2 separate regions of the Sus scrofa genome follow, and region 2 is linked to region 1. Evidence: chromatin contacts called from public HiChIP or PLAC-seq data. All regions are on one chromosome and are shown on one strand. The core of a region is the stretch at or near the end of the contact, and the rest is flanking DNA. Distances in the headings are between cores, read along the strand shown.

What was found. HiChIP or PLAC-seq counts read pairs in DNA pulled down with a chosen protein or histone mark.
Region 2: an H3K27ac HiChIP or PLAC-seq map of skeletal muscle shows a contact between it and region 1. The contact joins the promoter of LMBR1 here to the promoter of NOM1 in region 1. A contact is called at or near these places in 1 of 47 Hi-C or Micro-C datasets (epiblast stem cells) and 1 of 2 datasets of contacts at active chromatin or transcription factors (skeletal muscle).

Annotation. Positions count from the first base shown.
Region 1 is chr18:1,758,558-1,763,253 of Sscrofa11.1, forward strand. NOM1 (nucleolar MIF4G domain-containing protein 1) reads right to left here and starts at 2,357. Exons shown (of 11, transcript XM_021078680.1): 1 at 1,288-2,357; 2 at 1-126. The coding sequence starts at 2,322.
Region 2 is chr18:1,793,154-1,797,849 of Sscrofa11.1, forward strand. LMBR1 (limb region 1 protein homolog) reads left to right here and starts at 2,309. Exons shown (of 17, transcript XM_021079157.1): 1 at 2,309-2,593. The coding sequence starts at 2,528.

The sequences.
Region 1 (4,696 bases), core at 1,107-3,606:
GTTCATCAGACCTTTGACCTGTTTCTTTAGCCTTTCCAGGGCTTCCTTTCTCTGAGCATCCACCGTCTCCTCTGCTCGCCTCACGTGAGGTGGGATGTACTTTCCACCATTTTCACAAAGACTCTGCTTGAAAGGACAGAAATAAATGACACAAAACTTACACTGAATAAATCTCATTTTCCGCCTTGCTATATTCACACTCGGAAGTGAAATCCTGGAGTTCCCATGGTGGCTCAGTGGTTAACAAATCCGACTAGGAACCATGAGGTGGCGGGTTCGATCCCTGGCCTCGCTCAGTGGGTTAAGGATCCAGCGTTGCCATGAGCTGTGGTGTAGGTCACAGACGCCGGCCTGGATCTATCATTGCTGTGGCTGTGGTGTAGGCCGGTGGCTACAGCTCCAATTGAACCCCTAGCCTAGGAACCTCCGTGTGCCACAGGTGCAGCCCTAGAGAAAGACAAAAAAAAAAAAAAAAAAAAAAAAAAAAAGAAAGAACTGGTAGAAGCTGTCACAGTACATAGCCAACATCAGCTATTACCGAGTGTCCAGTCCAGTCCTGCAAGCACTCCACTCCCTGGGATGGTGGGCGGCACCCTTTCGGTTAAAGTCAACTGCAGCTCACCGCTTCTTTTTCCCCTTGCAGCTCAGAGCTGGCTGTGCCCTCCGGCGTCTGCCCAACAGAGCTCATATTCTACTCTTGCCAACCTTCACTCACAGTCGGCCCAGCAGCACGCAAACACCTCAATTAAAGGCACCACCGATTCTGGAGGAAACATGTCCCCCAGTAATTTCAAACTTCTTCAAAACTAATATCTAAATTTGCAGGCTAAAATCAGAAGCCACCCACTACTCACTATTTCCTAGATTTTCAACTGAAAGGGTTACAATCCTGGACACTTAAGTGACAAGCCTTCAGAAGACAAACATCTGTAAGGCGTGATGTTTGCTGTTAGACTTCATGCTTAGTTGGAGAAAGCGCATTAATGAACAAAGAAACTTAACCTTGAGACACCCATCAGTATGTCAGTTACACCTCCCAAGGCTGTGAAAGACCCAGGAACAATTTAAAAATAAAGTTGTGAGAGAAGACCAGAAGACCCCCAGGGAATGCTCACAAATGCCAAGGCGCCGGGGACGGAAATGAAAGACGGTTCATATTCTGAAGGAGGGGAAACAGATTCCCAGAGGGGGCTGAGATTAACAGATAAATACAAACAGAGAAAAACTGTGGAAAGGCCTTGCAGACAGAAGAAATAACACACTTAGACGCAAAATGCTGAAACATACCTGGTCGGTTGTGCTAACATCCTTTGACGCATTTTCACTCCTCTCTCCATCTTCAGCAAAACGGACTCTCTTTTTCCTCCCTTTCTCCTCCGCTCTCCCTTCGGCTCCTCCTGCTTTTCGCTCTTCCTCTTCTTGGTCGTCTTCACCCGCCTCCATGTCCTCCTCCTCGTCCTCCTCTCCCTCCTCGTCCTCGCTCTGCGCTCCCAACTCGCCCTCGCTCTCCTCTCCCACGTCCTCCTCCTCCCGGTCGTCCTCTGGGTCACTCTCTACATCACTTTCGGGGGCCGTCTGTCCCGCCTCCTCTTCCTCCTCCTCCTCCTCCCCGCTGCTTTCATATAAGCCACTGTTTCTCCCAGACGCCAGGGCTCCCAGAATGTAGTCGAGCCCGTCGCGCGCAAAGCTGAGCGGCACGGAGCTCCCGTCGCCCTTCTTTCTGCGCTTGTTCAAGCCGAGGCACCGCTCCAGCTTTCGGATCTCCCGGTCTTCCTCTTCGTTGGCCGCCAGAAGTGCCCGTTTCCGCGCAGCGGCGGCGGCAGCTGCGGGGGCCGTGGTCCTCCCGGGGGGCCGCCGGGCCGGGGCAGGGGGCGCCGGGGCCCGGACCAAGGAGGCCTGGGCCGGGGGAGGAGGCAGCCCCTCTGAAGCCCGCGGGGCCGGCCGGCCGCCCTTCCTCTGCTCCGCCTCTGCCCGCGGCCCGCTCTCTCCCCCGGCTCCGCCGCCCGAGCCCGGGCCCTGCCTGGGGCCTGCAGTCCGCTGGAGCCGGCGCGCCTTCCTCAGGTGCCGCTTCTCCTTCCTCAGTTCCCTGCGGCTTTTCCTCCCGCCCGGGCGCCTGCGACCCTGCACCGCGGGCCCCTCGCAGCCGCCGGGGGTCTCGCCCTTCGAGGTCGCCTGCACGAACTCCTCCACAGCCAGTTTTAGCCGCTTCAGGGCCCCATCCCTGCCGCCCCCAGGCCCGCGTCCGGCTCCGCGTTTCCTGCGGGCCATGCGCCGCGGGAAGCCTACCCCAGGCGCCGCACCCGCTGTCTTGGACGCCGCCATCTTCCGGGACGCGCCGGCGTGGGACTTCCGGCCGGGCCGGGACTTCCGGGTAGAGAGCGGCGCGCTGCGCGGAACCCAGAGGAGACGGTGTCCCCTGCTGGCAGGAGGGCGGCAGCGCAGGGCGCCCCACGCGGGCAAAGGGTGCCTGCTTGTTAAGATTTGGTGAACTTTGTCTTCACGATGAGCACAAATACATTCTCGTTTAAAAATGAAAACCGTACGGATTCTGGTAAAGAAGGCTCCTAACGACGTGCTCATAAGCCCGAGAAGGAACCAACCCCGCTCACACCTTGATTTCTGACTCCCAGCCTCAGGACCCAGGCTGTACCTGTCCGCTGTTTGAAGCTGCCTCGTTTGTGGGGCTTTGTTACCGGGGAGTTTGCGCTGGAAGACTCATACAACAGAGGGAAGGTGGGAGTGAACCGTCCTTGGGGCTTTGTGGTGACCAGCAAAGGAAAACTCCAGGAGGCATCTGAATGGAATTCAACAGCCAGCTGGGCTTGGGTTCAAATCCTGACCTCACGCCTGTGTGGCCGGGCGCACCTCACTGAGACTCAGCTTCTCCATCCTCAGAGTGCAGTCATCAAAGCGCCCCTTACTCAGCGCTGTCTGAAGTTTAATAGCTTCTTTTTTGCTTTTCTTTCTTTTCTTTTGTTTTTTGTTGCTTTTTAGGGCTGCACCCACTGCATGTGGCAGTTCCCAGGCTAGGGGTGGAATCGGAGCTGTAGCCACCCCACAGCCACAGCCACAGCAACTCAGGATCTGAGCCATGTCTGTGACCTTGCAGCAACACCAGATCCTTAACCCACTGAACAAGGCCAGGGGTCAAACCCAAGTCCTCATGGGATACTGCTTGGGTTCCTTAGGCTGAGCCACAGTGGGAACTCCCCAAAATAGCTTCTTGCTTTTGTTTCATCCTGGAACTCACGCCATCCTCCTTGTCCCCTCTGTTGGGCTCTGGTCTGTCCCCTCTTTGTCATCTCCTTGGGGGCCGGGGGCTCCTCAGGTGTCCACCTGTGAAGGCTTGTTTGCCCGAGTAGCTGCTCCGCCTGGGAATGAGTGTTTCAAAGCTGAGGTGTTGGAGTTCCCGTCGTGGCTCAGTGGTTAACGAATCCGACTAGGAACCATGAGGTGGCGGGTTCGATCCCTGGCCTTGCTCAGTGGGTTGAGGATCCGGCGTTGCCGTGAGCTGTGGTGTAGGTTGCAGAAGTGGCTCGGATCCCGCTGTGGCTCTGGCGCAGGCTGGTGGCTACAGCTCCGATTCGACCCTTAGCCTGGGAAACTCCGTATGCCGTGGGAGCGGCCCAAGAAATGGCAAAAAGACAAACAAACAAACAAACAAAAAGCAAAGCTGAGGTGTCAGCTGTGGCTGATAAGCTCCTTCTGGGAGAGCTCCAAACAACCACCACCTCACCAGACTGCAGTCCCCTCTGTTCCTGGGGGAAGGGTCTCCCGGGTGCAGCCCCCAGGTCTAGGGCTGAGGAGCGGGTAGAGGGGGTACCCCGGGCTCTTGCAGCCCCGGCCTCTCTCATCCAGTTGTATCTCTGGCACTAAAGGGGGAACAGTCACCCTCACTGCTCCCCCATTTTAGCAGGATCTGAAAGGGGCCTTGCCAATCTCTCTGCAAGTGGAGTGAGCACGGGTCCGAGGGCCTCAGGATTCTCTGCATCCTTTCCATCCTGAGACTGGACTTGCTCAGAAACTTTCTTTACTCTGAAGCCACGACTTCCAAGGCTTTGTGGGGCCCGATGTGGGCAAATCCTGGGGGTGTTTTCGGCCCCAAAATCCTAACACAAAGGAGGCCTTTGCAGGGTCCTGGCTGCCACCCCCAGCCTGCGCTGCGGCTGGCCCTGCAGGGCTAGGGCGCATCCCTGGTCCTGGAGATGGGCTGGCCCGGAGGCCCAGGGGCTTCAGCATCTGCTTGCAAACATGAAACTCCTTGAATGACACAGGGGCTGACGCCTGTGTGACAGAGGGCCCGTGGCAAGTAGCAGGGCCAGGGTGCCAGCGTGTGCGTGTGTGTGTAGGTGTGTGTGTGTGTGTGAGAGAGAGTGTGCACGTGCACGTGTGTGGGCAAAAGGCAGGGCTGGAGAAGTGGCAGAGGCCGGGCGGGGAAGGTCTGGTCGCCCGTACTCGTCCAGATTTGCTTCTGGAGCAGTGGGGAGCCAGCACTGTCTTAGGTGGGCGTGTGGGTGAGACTGAGGGGCGGGCAGGGGTGACCCAGTGGCTCCCCCCCGCTCACAGGCCTGACCGAGGAGGGTCAGGATTGATGGGCCGACCGAGGCTGTTGCATCAGACACTTGTCCCCCCAGCCTGGAAAAACATCACTGGTTGCGGACAGCTCCTTAAAATAATAGCACCAATGATCTATTAG
Region 2 (4,696 bases), core at 1,059-3,558, 35 kb after region 1:
CTGGGGTGACAGAGATAACTGGCCCATCCATTTCCGGTTTGGGCGAGACTTTTTACACAGTGACAGTTGGAGGGTGCCCAGGGGCCACAAGAAGGGGCAAGCCTTAAGGCACAAGCACCTCTCAATAGCTTCCTATTTTATTTCATTTTATTTTTCTTTTTACGGCCACACCTGCGGCATATGGAAGTTCACTGGTTGGGGTCAAACGGGAGCTGCAGCTGCTGGCTTACACCAGCAGCAACACTGGATCTGAGCCATTCGTCTGTGACCAGCTTTCAGCAACGATGGATCCTTAACCTGCTGAGTGAGGCCAGGGATCAAACCTGCATCCTCACGGAGACTATGGAGACTGCTGGGTTCTTAACCCGATGAACCACAGCAGCAGCTCCGCTTCCTGTCTTATAAGATCCCTTTAGCCAGAGCAATTTACATGTGCAAGGCCCAGAGTCAAGTGGGGGAAACAGGGTCCACTCCTTGCTGGGAGATCAGGCAAAGCCACAAGGCAAAGGGGGGAGTGTGCGGGGAAGAGCTTGTGGCCACTTTGAGGTCTACCACCCTGAGCTGAGCACTGAGGTACCAAAGACAGGGAAAAACTAGATCAAAGCGGGGGTGAACGTCTATACACAGCTGCATAAGAAAATTAAAAGGTCCAGAGAGCTGGAGTGTTGAGTTAGAAAGATGAGCAATGCCATATGCTTCCACTTTCTGGAACACAGGCATAAGGTCACACATCTTAAAATCAGATCCGATCGCCCCCTGATTTGCGAGATGACCCTGAAATTATCCAGGTCTTCGTGTCATTCAGGAAGTTACCCAGCTCCCAGAAACTGAATGTTCCGAAAAAAAGGTGCTTCTTTGTCTTTTCCTGGTTCTTTAGGGCTCTGAGACATCTAAAAAATAAAGACGAACACTGAATTTAACCAGGGGGAAGTTACTCCTGGTTTCTTATCAGCCTATGGTAGCAAGAGTACTAGTAGGCTCAGAACAAGCCTCATATTCTCCACGACCTCACTACCGACATTTTCTGGCATAAGGCATCAGAGGCACAGTTTTGGGGGGGCCTGTAAGCTTTTCATGGCTCATTAAAAAAGTTGGATTCTTGGAGGTCCCATTGTGGCACAGTGGAAATGAATCCGACTAGGAACCATGAGGTTACCGGTTCGATCCCTGGCCTTGCTCAGTGGGTTAAGGATCCAGCATTGCCCTGAGCTGTGGTGTAGACCAGCAGCTGTAGTTCCGATGAGACCCCTGGCCTGGGAACCTCCATATGCCGCAGGTGTGGCCCTAAAAAGACAAAAGCCAAAAAAAAAAAAAAAAAGTTGGATTCTTGAAAAAAATTTCAAAATCACAAAAATATACTTCAAAATCTAAATTAATATCTATTATAAAAATTTGAAAGCAATTTGTAGATTTTCTCACTTTCCAAGAATTCTCAGAGATGCCACAAAATCACAGCCTGCAGTAATTTAAGTGACTTTTTTTTTTTAGCTATGCTGGGGGCATGTGGAAGTTTCCGGGCCAGGGGTCGAACCTGCTCCACAGCAGTGACAATGCAGGATCCTTAACCCCAGGCCACCAGGGAACTCCTAAGTGACTTATTGCTTAAAAAAAAATCCGAAGGTAATATGATAAATACGCCTTCAAGTTCATTTTTATCGCAAAAAACCCAAACAATAAAAGATACTTAATGCAGAATGGGGATGAATCACCGTTTGGTGGCCCCCCAAGTGAACCTTCGGTGTAGGGTCTCAGCAGGGTCGCCCCGATCGCCCTGGATTTGGCAAGGACCTCACATTCCGAGCTATCTGCGTTTTCCAGGTGGGCAAGCCCAAGACCTTGGCAGCTCAAGGCCCTTATCGGACCCAGAGAAGCCAGGTTTCCGCGGTTTCCGCCCAAAGCGCGTCCTGAACCTCTGGTTTCCGACCTTCACTTTGGCAGAGGGAACGTTTCCGTGGGAGACCTCCTGCCGGACTCCGCCAAGTGCTCTGCAGCGGGGCTGGCGCTGGGCGAGGGCCGACTGCAGCTGCGGTAAAGGATAACTCCTATTGAACCCGTGCGCTGGCGCGCCAACCTCCGTTATTTCACCCTCGCAGTAGAGTCAAGGGGCGCTGCAACCCGGCCCTAACACCTAGCCCTTCTCTGGGCCTCCCGACAGCAATCCCTCCGGCGCAAGCCCGCCTCCCTGGGGGCGTGACCAATGGCCCGTAGCCACGCCCACACCCCGCCCCTCGGCCTCAGGCCCTTGGGCCCCTCAGGCGCGGCGGCGCGCTCCTCTGACGCGCGGCGCCTTCTTCTGACGTCAAGCCCCGCCCCGGCCCCGCCCCGGTCCGCGCGGTGCCCGCCCTCAGCAGTCCGAGCGGCTTCTCCTGAGGCGGCGGCTGAGGTAGCGGCTGGGGTCGTGGTCGCGGTCCCCGAAGCGGCCGTCGGTCCGCCCGCTCCGGCGCGGCCGTCCAGCCCCTCGGGCCGGCGGGCGATGGTGCGGCGGAGCGCGCGGACGCGGGCGACGCGGCGGCGGGCATGAAGGAGGATGGAAGGGCAGGACGAGGTGTCGGCGCGGGAGCAGCACTTCCACAGCCAAGTGCGGGAGTCCACGGTGAGCGCCCCCCGCGCGGCCCCCTGCGTCCCTCCCCGTCCCCCGGCGGCGGCCTCCCCAGGGCCACCTCCCCGCCCCCGGCTCCGCCCCCGCCCCGCGCCCACCTGCCCTCCATCCACTCACCTGTCTCCCCCCCGCCCCCCGCCGGGAGCGCTTCGGGGCCACCTGCGCCCCCTCATCCGGTGTTCTTCCGGGCGAGGTGGCGGCGTCCGCCCTCCCGGCGGTGGACGACCCGGGGCCCGCGCCCACGCTCCGTGGCCTGGCGCGCGCGCGGCCGGCTCCGTGGGCAGGTGTGCGGGCGGGCCCCTCGCTGGCGCGGTGAGGGCGGCATCCGCAGGGCGGCTGGGTGGCTCGCCCGGGTTTGCACACTCCGTCCCGCCCTCGCCCGTCGCCCTCCTCCCTGCTGGTGCCGAACCCAAACCTTCCGTCTCGGCGTGGAGGCTGGCGGCTGATGGGACTGCGGGCTGAGCGACCGTCCTTTGTGCTGGAAGCAGCTGCTTGAGGAAGTCATCCTTCCTCGGTCCCCTCTCTCCTGCGTTGCTGGCAGGGGTCAGGAAGCAGGGCTTGGCTTTGGAAATCTGCTTTGACGTTTTTACCTTTTCGTGATGCACCGGGACACATTATGGCTGTGCTTATTTGTGTTTTCGTAACAATGAAAAACATAAACTGTATGTATTTGTATTTACCTCTCCCCTCTTCCAATTTCTGTCAAATCCAGTCACTCTCTTGGTTTTTGGTGAAAAACTTCTGGTTGGGAATTTCCTGGTTTGTGTAGTTATTGATCTTGAAAATTGAGAGTCACTTTGCCAAGTCATACCTTGGAGTCAAGAGATACAGAGTCTGAACTGGTAGCATTTGATACAGCAGATTTAGTTTAATTTTTTATTTGGAGCTAAAATAAAGAAGTACGTAATCATACATCTTCAGCTTGAAGCATTTCAAACCAAACACCCCTGTGTAATCCTGAACACTGAGAAACAGAGTGTCACTAGCATCCCGTCCCTTTTCCTGGTCCAGTTGCTCTCCACTCCATCAAGAGTAACCACTGTCCTGGCTTTAATAGTTGAGCTTGGAGTTCCCGTTGTGGCTCAGTGGAAACAAATTTGAATAGTAACCATGAGGATGCAGGTTGGATCCCTGGTCTCACCCAGTGGGTTAAGGATCCTGTGTTGCCGTGAGCTGTGGTGTAGGTCTCAGATGCAGCTCATATCCCGAACGGCTGTGGCTGTGGTGTAGGCCGGCAGCTACAGCTCGGATTTGACCCCTAGCCTGGGAACTTCCATATGCTGCAGGTGCAGCCCTAAAAAAAGAAAAAAAAAAAATAGATGAGCTTATCTTTGAACTTTTATATAAATGGAACCTTACAGGAGCGCGCTCGTTTAGGTCTGATTTCTTTCACTTAGCAATGTTGGTGAAATTCCTCTATGTTGTCTATGGTTATAGTTCATTCTCAGTGATGTAGCTGTATGACTAGCACAGTTTGTTTTTATTTTACGGTTGATGTTCACTTCAGTAGTTTTCAGGTTTGGCCTATATTTTTGTACATGTGTTTTGGTGAACTTGTGTATACATTTCTGTTAGGTCTGTACCTAGAGATGGGAGCTCTAGGTTATAGGTTGTTTGTTCATCTTTGTAGATACTTTTATTTATTTATTTTAAAGTATCACTGACCTCAACTTTATTATAATTATTTTTCCAGTGGTCCCACCTGTGGCATATGGAAGTTCCCTGGCCAGGGACCAAACCCTTGCCTCTGCAGCAACTCGAGCTGCTGCCATCAGATTCTTAACCCACTGTGCCACAGAGAGCACTTCTGTAGATACTTTTAAACAGTTTGCCACAGTATGTGGTACCAATTTACACTTCCACCAGCTCTGTAGGAAAGGTGTGATTTGCTTCCCAGCTGTACCATACTTAGTGTTTTCTGGTTTTTTTTTTTAATTTTTAATTTTAGCCATTATAGTAAGTGTGTCATGGTGTTTAATCCACAGAAGATGTTATTTACATTTCCCTGATGATAATGAATTTGAACATATATATTTGTCATATATGTTTATTGGTCATTTGGAAACCTTGTGTGAAGAGTCTTCAAGTCTTTTTCCC